Regions from separate parts of the Mus musculus genome. Here all the other regions are linked to region 2. The links are chromatin contacts, called in public HiChIP or PLAC-seq and promoter capture Hi-C maps. All regions are on one chromosome and are shown on one strand. The core of a region is the stretch at or near the end of the contact, and the rest is flanking DNA. Distances in the headings are between cores, read along the strand shown. Region 1 holds the start of Ppif (peptidylprolyl isomerase F (cyclophilin F)). Region 2 overlaps Gm32379 (a long non-coding RNA gene). Region 3 overlaps Zmiz1 (zinc finger, MIZ-type containing 1).

Evidence for each region. Promoter capture Hi-C pulls out the DNA fragments that hold promoters and counts their contacts. HiChIP or PLAC-seq counts read pairs in DNA pulled down with a chosen protein or histone mark.
Region 1: a contact with region 2 is called in a promoter capture Hi-C map of liver, with 2.2 times the contacts expected there. The contact joins the promoter of Ppif here to the enhancer-like site in region 2. A contact is called at or near these places in 4 of 39 promoter capture datasets (cranial neural crest, hematopoietic stem and progenitor cells, liver and 1 more) and 1 of 115 datasets of contacts at active chromatin or transcription factors (bone marrow-derived macrophages).
Region 3: a contact with region 2 is called in an H3K27ac HiChIP or PLAC-seq map of hepatocytes, with 4 times the contacts expected there. The contact joins two enhancer-like sites. A contact is called at or near these places in 2 of 484 Hi-C or Micro-C datasets (both in liver), 4 of 115 datasets of contacts at active chromatin or transcription factors (hepatocytes, kidney and liver) and 2 of 9 other capture datasets (adipose tissue and pancreatic islet).

The regions. Positions count from the first base shown.
Region 1 is chr14:25,692,598-25,695,766 of GRCm38.p6, forward strand. It overlaps Ppif (peptidylprolyl isomerase F (cyclophilin F)), which reads left to right and starts at 1,573. Exons shown (of 6, transcript NM_134084.1): 1 at 1,573-1,826; 2 at 2,876-2,906. The coding sequence starts at 1,635.
Region 2 is chr14:25,207,230-25,210,527 of GRCm38.p6, forward strand. Gm32379 (a long non-coding RNA gene) reads right to left here. Exons shown (of 5, transcript XR_383275.2): 3 at 1-3,036. Among named protein-coding and RNA genes, the nearest start is that of Gm32379, 2.8 kb to the right of the region's middle. Within about 2 kb of position 1,347, at least 45 of the 459 cell types and tissues checked have an H3K27ac peak or open chromatin away from gene starts, as enhancers often do. A contact at or near this core is called in hepatocytes, kidney, liver and 1 more, where this site is marked.
Region 3 is chr14:25,488,052-25,491,113 of GRCm38.p6, forward strand. The region is part of intron 1 of Zmiz1 (zinc finger, MIZ-type containing 1); the gene reads left to right. Among named protein-coding and RNA genes, the nearest start is that of Zmiz1, 30 kb to the left of the region's middle. Within about 2 kb of position 1,595, at least 136 of the 459 cell types and tissues checked have an H3K27ac peak or open chromatin away from gene starts, as enhancers often do. A contact at or near this core is called in hepatocytes, kidney, liver and 1 more, where this site is marked.

The DNA.
Region 1 (3,169 bases), core at 323-2,822, 490 kb after region 2:
ATGTTAGACCAATAGGAGTCAAGACCTACAGGAGTCGATGGGCTACAGAAAGCCTGGGACTTGTGGATGCTTCCTAGCAGGGCATGTGTGGTGGTTCCTCTCCACTCCCTTCCAGTCTAAGTGTGCACTGCTGTTGCATAGATTTTAGAAAATGTGCCAATGGCTCAGGCAGAGCGGAGGGCAAGTGAGTTCCCCTTGCAGGCAGCTCCCTTTGATACACACTGACAAGAAAAGACGGGGCCCTATGTGGGGTTGGGTGAGACCCACCCTAGACTAGGGACTGGTATACAACCCATCAAGGCCAGTAGCACAAAGCAGAGAGCTGTGGACCATCACAAGAGGGTTCAGGCTGCCATGTGTGAGGCGGGGAGCATGCCCTGATTTCATAGACTACTTGGACCAGCATGGCTTCTCCACACACACACACCCCCCAACTGAATCTTGGGTGGGACAGGCCAGGCTCCCCGGCTCCTAAGGCTCTCAGCTCCTTTCCTGCTCCCGCCTCTCAGGACCTTGGGACCTTGCACTGGAGATTCCCCGCTATGCTCTGAGCACACAGTCTAGGCTATGCCCATCGCTGTTGAACACAGAACAGCATTTAACAGTTAACAAATGCTTCTCTCTCTTGTTTGTTTATCCTCAGAACAGGTATGAGTAGAAAGCAGGGTAATTTCTCATCGCTTCCTTGGTTGCAGGACTGGCTGAATCCAGCAGTAGGGAACCAGGGTTTTCTAGCCCTAGTTAGAGCCTTTTTCTCTTTCTGAGCCTCAGTTTCCTAACTGTGTTGGCTCACATGCTCTCGCTGGCTGGCATTCATTTGATTCCCAGGCTGGTGCTGTGCCCAGTGCACCAGGGTTTAAAGTCCTGCCTGTGGCTCTTCTGCAGGCTCCTTTCCTTTTATATCACACACTGCCAACTTCCTGGCATCCCTAGAGAATGGTTGCTTAGGAAGTTACCTGCAGGTGTGGTGCAGTTGGCAAGGAAGTTTATTCCAGGTGAATGTAAATCTAGGGGGCATTCCAGGGGGTGTAAATCTAGCCCCGCACTCTGCTGGCCTGGCTGGAGGTGGTGGGAACAGACAAGGGCTGTCAGAGTGGGCTGGGACTGAGGCCTGGCAGATGCACTATTGGTTCGGCAAACTGTATTTTCAGTCCTGGCGGAGGATCTGGTCTCTAGAAGCAAAAGGAGACAAACTCAGCCCTGGAGCCGGCAGCCTGAGGTCACCTTGTGGGTGTCTTAGACTGTATCTCTGCTTCTCTGTTCTTTCTGTTATCTCTCCCTTTCTGAGCCACCTCAGATTCCCCCACCTACACCCCCCCACGTCTTTCTGAATCTCAGGATCAACCTTTCTCTTGATCTAGAAGCACTTTCAAAGGACTTCCGGCTCAGTGTGTAGGGATGGAGGGCGGGGCACAACGCACGAGCCGATTACGCTGCCAGCGGCAACCGGCAGGGGACGCTAGCGAACAGGTTCCGAGGGGGCGCGGCGGAGGCGTGGAGGGGGGCGTGGTCTCGAAGCCAGCCGACCAATAAAGGCGGCGGCGCGCGGCCTAGGTATCGCTTCCTGGGTCGTACGACCTTGCCTGTGTCTGCTCTGAGTTCTTCCGCGCGCCCTCGCCCGACCCGCGACAGCGATGCTAGCGCTGCGTTGCGGCCCCCGCCTGCTCGGTCTGCTCTCCGGCCCGCGCTCCGCGCCGCTGCTCCTCTCCGCGACCCGTACCTGCAGCGACGGCGGAGCCCGCGGCGCGAACTCTTCCTCCGGGAACCCGCTCGTGTACTTGGACGTGGGCGCCGATGGACAGCCGCTCGGCCGCGTGGTGCTGGAGGTGAGGCTTGGACATTTGGAAAACCTGGACTTCCCGGGCCCTGTACTGTGCCTGGCACATCAGGTGACCTTGAGCCTCAGTTTCCCTCTCTCAGAAGAGGCGGCATCAGCTTGGTCCGTTCGGGGCTTTTCAAAACCCTGGGGGGTGTGGAGGAAAAGGTCAAGGTCAGATCGTACTGAGTGACAGCCCACTGACCGGCCTGGACCGACGTTGGGCTTCCTAGACCCTCTGCGTCCGAGGTTGGACCCAGAGCTCTGGGGTGGGTAGCTGAGGTCCAGGTGTTGCCAGGTGCTCACGTGGTGGCCTGAGCGCACTCCGGATCCGCCCCCAAGGCCTGGTTGCCTAAGAGGAGACACAGGGAATGCAAGTGAGAAGGTTCTGGCTGCCCAAGCCCTCTCCATTCCCTGAGATTTGACCCTTAAAAAGAAAAGTAGGAAACAGACACCAAGGTTATCAGGAGGCCATCCCAGGAGCCTTTAGGCTGTTCTGCTTTGAACAAAGGTACCAGTTAGACTGCCGATCTACTGGGGGAGGGGAGCTGGCATTTTTTATTATGCCTCATTTTCCTCGTTTGGAAAATGAGGAGTACCTCCCCAACTCTGTTTGGTGAAGAGGGATTCTTAAGAGAAGTTGAGAGGCATGAGGCAGGCTTGGATGACGGTCCCCTCCTTCCCTTCTGTGAGCCTCAGTTTCCCCCAGCACTGAGGAAGGTCAGCTAATTCTAATGTGATACTTACTCTTGGTCCAGGGACTCATGCCGAGGGCCTCCAGCTGACATTTCTGTCCCGGAAGTGGGCCAGGATGGCACTAGTTTCTTCGGATAAGAAACTAAGGCTGTCTCAAGCAAGCTTTGGTTGGGTTCAGGAAGCAGCTGGCAGAAACGATAGTGGCTTTGGCAGTTCCGAGGAGGGTTGGTGGTCATGGAAGGGAATGGCCCTGTTCTTCTTTGTCATGATGCCCTGGCCTCTGGGTGTGAATGGTGAGGGGGATCTTTTTTGCACCTGCTTCTGGACTGACCATCCTTTTCTGTTCCTTTTCCTTCACCATAGTTAAAGGCAGATGTCGTGCCAAAGACTGCAGGTAAGGCTTACGTGGAAAGTGAGCCCGGCAAGGCTGGTGGGCTTGGCATGGAGTTAGGACTTAGATTATGACCATATGGGAGTCTCAACCTAAGCACAGCTGATGAGTACCCTGAGGCAGCCTTTTGTCCCTCTCTGGACCTTGTTGTCAACTCTGCTAACCAGTCTGAAAGTAGCTAGACATCTCAGAACCAGGGGAAGGCCCATGTAAGCTCTCATTGATAGCTTCCTCCCACTTCTCCATGACAGCACAGGGCAGGGTTA
Region 2 (3,298 bases), core at 97-2,596:
AGCCCTCCATGACAGACCCGCATCCCAGCCCCAACCAGAGGAAAGAGAAGGGGCATCTGCAGTAAGCGTGCTCCCCCCCAGCTTGTTTTCCTCACTTTATCAGAGCTAGTGCTCCTCACTCTGCCCCTCACCCCGAGGCTGGCAGGATGGGAGACTTGACAGGGGTGAAAGTAATTTACTCAAGTTGCTTCACAGGTTCCTGAGGGCAGCCAGAAAAGCAGATATCTACTGGCTTTCCCCTCCCTGGGCCTCAGGGAAGCCTAGGCAGACAGTCAGGTCAGAAACAAAAACAAACCAAGGGCAGATGCACATGAAGCTGCTGGGAAGGACACAGAGGCCCTGCTAGGAAAGGCACAGAGGCCACGGTGCTGGGTGTGACGTCCACCTGGTCTTAATGACGGGAGCACTTACTGAGGCACGACCAGGTCAGAGTCACTCTCCACAGAGGCACTCTTGTGTGCCCTTGCATCTGGATGAAGCACAGCATGGGGAACCCCTCTTCCTTCTTACTGTGGTGGGGTTCAGCTTTTCTGGAGTCAGGTTACCACATGACCACAGACTCACCACACAGAGGTCTTTTGGGATTGGCGGTCTTTGTAGGATTCTACCTGTGTCCCCTGAAGCCTGCCTCTTGGCTAGCAATGGGAGCCCTTCTCCATACAGCCCTGCCCTGAGGAAGCACACAACTAGGTGGAATTTCAGGCTTTTATGGTCCTGTGCCTGTTGGCTGCTCAAGGCACTATGAAAGACATTGGCAGTTGCCTCTGGTCAGAGACCAGAGCCAAAAAGAAGGAGGCCCAAAGGCTCTCTTCCCTAGGAGGCATCTAGGTTCTCAGAGGAGATAGATCTGTTGGGTTTCCAGGAGCAGAGCTGTATGGCTGTGTCAATGCCCAGGAAGGGAAGACAGAGCGCATTGCATTACAAGTCAGATCAAAGATAACAGGTGGGGAGGTCAGAGGTCATGAGGAAGCCTGGACCTGGACCACCCATCCAGACTTCAAGTCCACCAAGGAACAGAGCCCTGTGACACCGGTCCTCCGTACACTTGTTTCTTTGAACTCCAGGCTCACACCAAGGGGGAGCCAGCTAAGTCACGTGGACAGGAAAGTACCCAAGGTCACTCAGCTAATTGGGGTCAGTCCAGTTCAGAAAAGGCTCCTCTGAACCTTGCTTTGGTTGTGTGATTTTTATTATCCCTGTGGGGATGACCAGGGGGGATGGAAACCAGGGTGTTTGATAGTGTTCAGAGTCAATGTTTAACTTGTGTCCTTCCGACCTTGGTTACCTGGCTGCCCGAGTGTGGGATGCCTGGTTGGCACCTGAGCCAGGGGTGACATGAGAAACAGGGAGATCTCTCTACCTTCTCTGACCTCTGGGTTCTTGCACCAGGGACTGTCCAGGCTTGGAGGCTTGAGAGACAGCTCATGGAATCCAAAGCAGGAAGTGAAGTAGCCAAAGGTCACACAGCAGTCAGGCTGTGTGCACAGCTGCCCCCAGACAACTGGGCAAATGATGTGTTCTTTGGGGGAAGTGACATCCAGCTGTCAAGCAGCAGCAGTGGCTATGGGCTGGCCCTGGCCAGCCAGGGAGGCAGCACACACACACACACACACACACACACACACACACACACACACACACACACACACACACACACAGGGCGAGGCGAGTGGAAACTGAAGCTAAGATATGTGCCAACGGAATAAGTCCTTCTTCATGCAACAAACATCCATCCTTGCTTCACATGGCTAAAGAGAAGGGATTACCTCACCGTCTGTATGTAGGGAATCTAAAAGCTTGTTTTGTTTCACTCCCTTTTGTTTGCCTTTCTCAATTGTCCCTAGGTCTGTGTCTGTGGGCACAGAGCATCTACTCTGTCTAAATACCCAGTATTCAGTACCCAGCACCCAGCACCAAACACTAGTGCCTAGCATTTAGCACTAGTCTGGCATCTGTGAGAGCTCGGGCAGAGTCTGAGGAAGGTGACAGATAACTGCACCCTAACCTTGTCAAGTGCCATCAGAGTACTGAAGAGGACTGGCTACCCAAGCTTTACCCTCCAAGGATTGTCCCAAAGTAACCCTGGTGTTCCTGGGTGCCACTGCATTTGCCAGCATTACCCAATGATGGCGATGGCCTTGCAGCTCAGGAGCCCTTTCAGGTTATGGGAAGGCATGAGGCCTGTAGACAGAGCCCAGGCCGTGAAGATGTGTGTGTGGGCTCCAAAGCTGGCCCTGAGACTGAACAGCATAGTAGAGCACTGTTGTCCCATTATACTGCAGACATAGTCACCCCCTTCAGAGCCACCATAGAAATGGTGACAAACAGCAATGACCTCTGAGGCAGATTGAGTGGCAAGCAGTGCCAGCCCTAGTGCATGGGGATGACTTGGGTCCCAGCATTCTGTCGTGGATGAGGAAACCAAGCCATCTCAACAGCTAGAACCTCCTCATGTTCACATAGCTGGGTTCTCCTGGATAACTTATCACCGCTGCCCTCCCAGGCACAAAACTCAGTTCTCTGAGGCCTCAGGTCAGGAAGCCAGGTAGACATAGATGGCAAGCTTAGAGAGGGCTGGGATGGCACGCGCCCCCTCTCCCCGGCGATGGAGTCTTCATGTCCTTAGTGCTCACCAACCTCACAGCAGGCTGGAACTCAGATATGGATGTAAGGCAGTACTTACTGCTGGCGCCTGGCTCTTGACATGACTCTCAAGGGATCTACCCCGACTCCCAAGGGACAAAGGCACAGGCAGACAGGGAAAGTATGCATTTGAGGCTTGCACATGCCTGTGTAGCAGGATGGCAAAGCATTCTGGCTGCCTGCGAAAGGCCTCTGCTCCCATTTGGAAGACAGGAAGACACACTATGGTTGTGCTGTGGGTGAGCAGGTGTGGGGAGCAGCAGAATCCCCTTCATGAGGTCAGCCCACCCCAAGCCTAGATAGGCATCTTCAAGCTGTCCTTGGATAAATGAACATCCTGGATTCTCTCTCCTTCTTCTGACTGTTGATGCTCTTATGAAGAGATGGGAGCGTCTGGAATGGACAGGAAATGTCCTTTGAACCATGGGGTTCCTTGTGCCTGAAAGGTTTCAGCTGTGACAACAGACTCCTGCCATGGCTTATGGACCTGACATTTCTTCGGGTTCTAAATGTCAAACTCTCTTCTGCCACTGGTACCCAGAACAGGAGGCACGGAGTCTGTCTGTGTAGACCTCCATCACTTTTCACAGCCAATTGCCACTGGCTTCTCCTGCCCATGCAGCAGGAGCCGATGGGCATTAAACCAGTCAGTTTT
Region 3 (3,062 bases), core at 345-2,844, 280 kb after region 2:
CTGTGCCTTCTCAGCTTGTCTTCACCCTACCAAAAAACAGAGGCAGCGACCGACCCAGGAAGGCCTGGCCAAAGCCTGGCTTGGACCAGGTCTCCTGGGATGGCAGTAAAGTCCCTGAGCCCGCTGACTGAGAAGCAGCCTCTCAGCTCTGCAAGCATAAACATGGCTATTTTTAGCCCTCACAGGGCTGTGAGTGTAGCAATGTGACCTGAATTTGGCTTGGCCACCTCATCCTGCTTCACCCCAGGACAACAGGCCTCTCCTGGCCCTGACTCTCCCCGCCATCTCAAGGCAGGGCTGGGAGTTGCTGGGCATGAGGAGGAAGGAAACTGGGCTGGCTCAGGCAGGGGTCCTCGGAAGGATGGCCAGAATGCAGTCAGGCCCATGTGGAGGCCAGCTTGGCTTCAAGGACAGGATGTAGTAGGCAAAGTGGCAGTCAAGTCTCAAGGGAGATGTGGGAGCCATCTATGTTCTGTGTTTTTTCTGTGGTGCTGAGTACCCCTCTGGTCTGACTGGGCCTCAGGAAGCCGGGGTTCTGCCTCTGCCTCATAGACTCTCAGAAAGGGGAGGCTGTTCCCAGTCCTTAGCATCGTCATCTAGGGAGTAGGAAACCTCTCAAATGTTTCTTCAACTTTTCCTTCAGCAAATCCCGAGCTCTCCCATTTTGTGCCAGCCACTGGACATGACCACAGAGACCAGCCTGACTAGGAGCCTAGCTTCAAGGGCTGTTGTTCTTGGGCAGAGATGGGGTGGGACCATGGAGGGCAGAATAAATACATACAGAAACAGTTAGCTTTTGCAGTGTGCAGTATAGGAATGACATTGACTGTTGTTGCAGAAGGGACTGTGTGTGTGTAGATAAGGCTACCACAGGGAAGAACCTCTTGGGAAACAGTGGAGCTGGTCACAGTGTGGGCATGGAATTTGAGAAGGAAAGACAAGTGCAAAGGCCCTGGGGCAGGGAGAGTTTATAAGATGAGGTGGGTGAGCAGAGACCAGACGTACACAGGGGGGAGGTGACAAACAGGACAGGTTATACTGGTGGAAGGAACGGTGGGCTTGTGAGCACATGATATGAGGGTCTGTCAGGTGCTAAGTAACTTGTCTGGGGGCAGCCTCAGAGCCAAGGACAGTTGATTGGTTTCCAGGTCCTACCTATGGATCTTGGGCCTGGGCACCTGAGGGGTGGACATCAGATGATCCAGTAGAAATGGTGGAGAAAGAGGGGAAACTGGATAAGGGAAAGCAGAGAGTGAAAGGGCGGTGTCATAGCAGATCACTAGTTGGCCATGTCTGTTGACATCCAAGCAGAGAGAGGCTTTACAGATCAAACCCTGGGGCACTCTGCCAACCTCCTGGGGCAGTGTGGGTGGGACTGACCTGGGCTTCGTTTCTGTTCATCTGGAACCGTGGCTCTCCAAAGCTTGACCTGTAGCTTGCCTGTGCTGGGTGGAGCTGTGTGCAGTGGGTGGAGTCTGCAGCCTTGGTACAGAGGGTTAGGAACCCTACCTGGGAGAGTAAAGTTGGCATGCGCAGAAGGTGCGTGCCACAGGCATGGAACAATGTACCCTTTCTCCTGGCCCTGGGCCCTGGGTATCACTGCTACTCCCTGTTCTCAGCTGAGAACTTCTGATTGTGACATAGCAGCTGCCTCTGCTGTGCCCACTGGGGTGTGGGGCTTTTCATGACAGACTTGGTTTCCCTGTGTTGTGTGCTGGCCAGCATCTTGGACATGGCTTCCTAAGCCACTGAGTTTCTACCTGAGACTCCAGAATGCAGTGGAAGATTCTCAGAGCTTTAGTACTAGAAAGGTCATTTTGTGAGTAAGTCAGGGCCAGTAGGCTGGGTCTGGCAGAGCCCAAGGAAGCCTGTTAGTATGGGATAAAGCAGAGAGGGCTCTGATAGCCATTTCTTGCAAAAGTCCCTGTACAGGCTTTGCCTGGTTGATGGTGATGTCTTGCTGTGGCCATTATGGAGGTCTATAAACTTCTGCAAGCCGTCAGCGAATACCAGGTTAGCTCAGCTCCAGCTGTATTTCTCCAATCCTACCCTGAAACTAGAATCTACATTTTGGGGTTGAGGGCTTGGATCCTTTACTGTTGAGGTTTCTTTGAGAGCCATTATCCTAGGGGTTCCAAAACTAACGAAGAGGCTCTGAGTCCCAGTGATCCTAGTGGTAGCTTTGAGGACTGTCTATGTATCTGTGTCTGTCTGTGTCTTATGCAAAGGGTGTGTGTGTGTGTCTGTGTCTGTGTGTGTGTGTGTCTGTGTGTTTGTGTCTGTGTGTGTCTGTGTCTGTGTGAAAGACTGTGTGTCTGTGTGTGTGTCTGTGTGTGTCTGTGTGTTTGTGTCTGTGTGAGTCTGTGTGTGTGAAAGACTTGTGTGTGTGTCTCTGTGTGTGTGTCTGTGTGTGTGTCTGTGTGTCACTGTGTGTGTGTGTCTGTGTCTGTGTGTATGGGTATGTCTGTGTGATTGTGTTTGTGTGTGTCTGTGTGTGTGTGTGTGTGTGTGTGTATCTGTCTGTCTGTCTGTGTCTCCGTGTGTGTGTATGTCTATGTGTGTCTGTGTGTGTTTGCTGCTCTGGGTTGGTGCTGTGATAGAAAGTGAGGAAAAGAGCAGCTGTTGCAACCAATTGTCACCAAACTGTCATGAAATGCTATAAATATTTTCTAAAAGACAAACTTCCCAGGCTGATGCATTAGTACCTGCTTGGAAGCTGACTCCTGAAAATTAAGACAAACCACCTCTTAAATCATAGTTGTTAACCTCAGGTGTAAAAGCTGTTAGCACAGCCACGGGTCAGGGTGACTGCGCAGCACCAACTCAGCAGCACGGCAGACGGGGGGCCTTGGCTAACTTGGAAGGCTTGGATTACCCGGCTTAGCCTCTCAATGCTCTGTGACTTTGAGTCAGTGAGACCATGTGTCTGAGCCTCCTTTTCTGTCAACAGTGTGATAACCCCTCAGATCCTGCCAACCTTGAGATGGTCTCACACTCCTACAACGATAGAGATGGCTGTGCTGGGTGACTCAGGACCAAGGGATCCTGTCTGTCCTCAGACC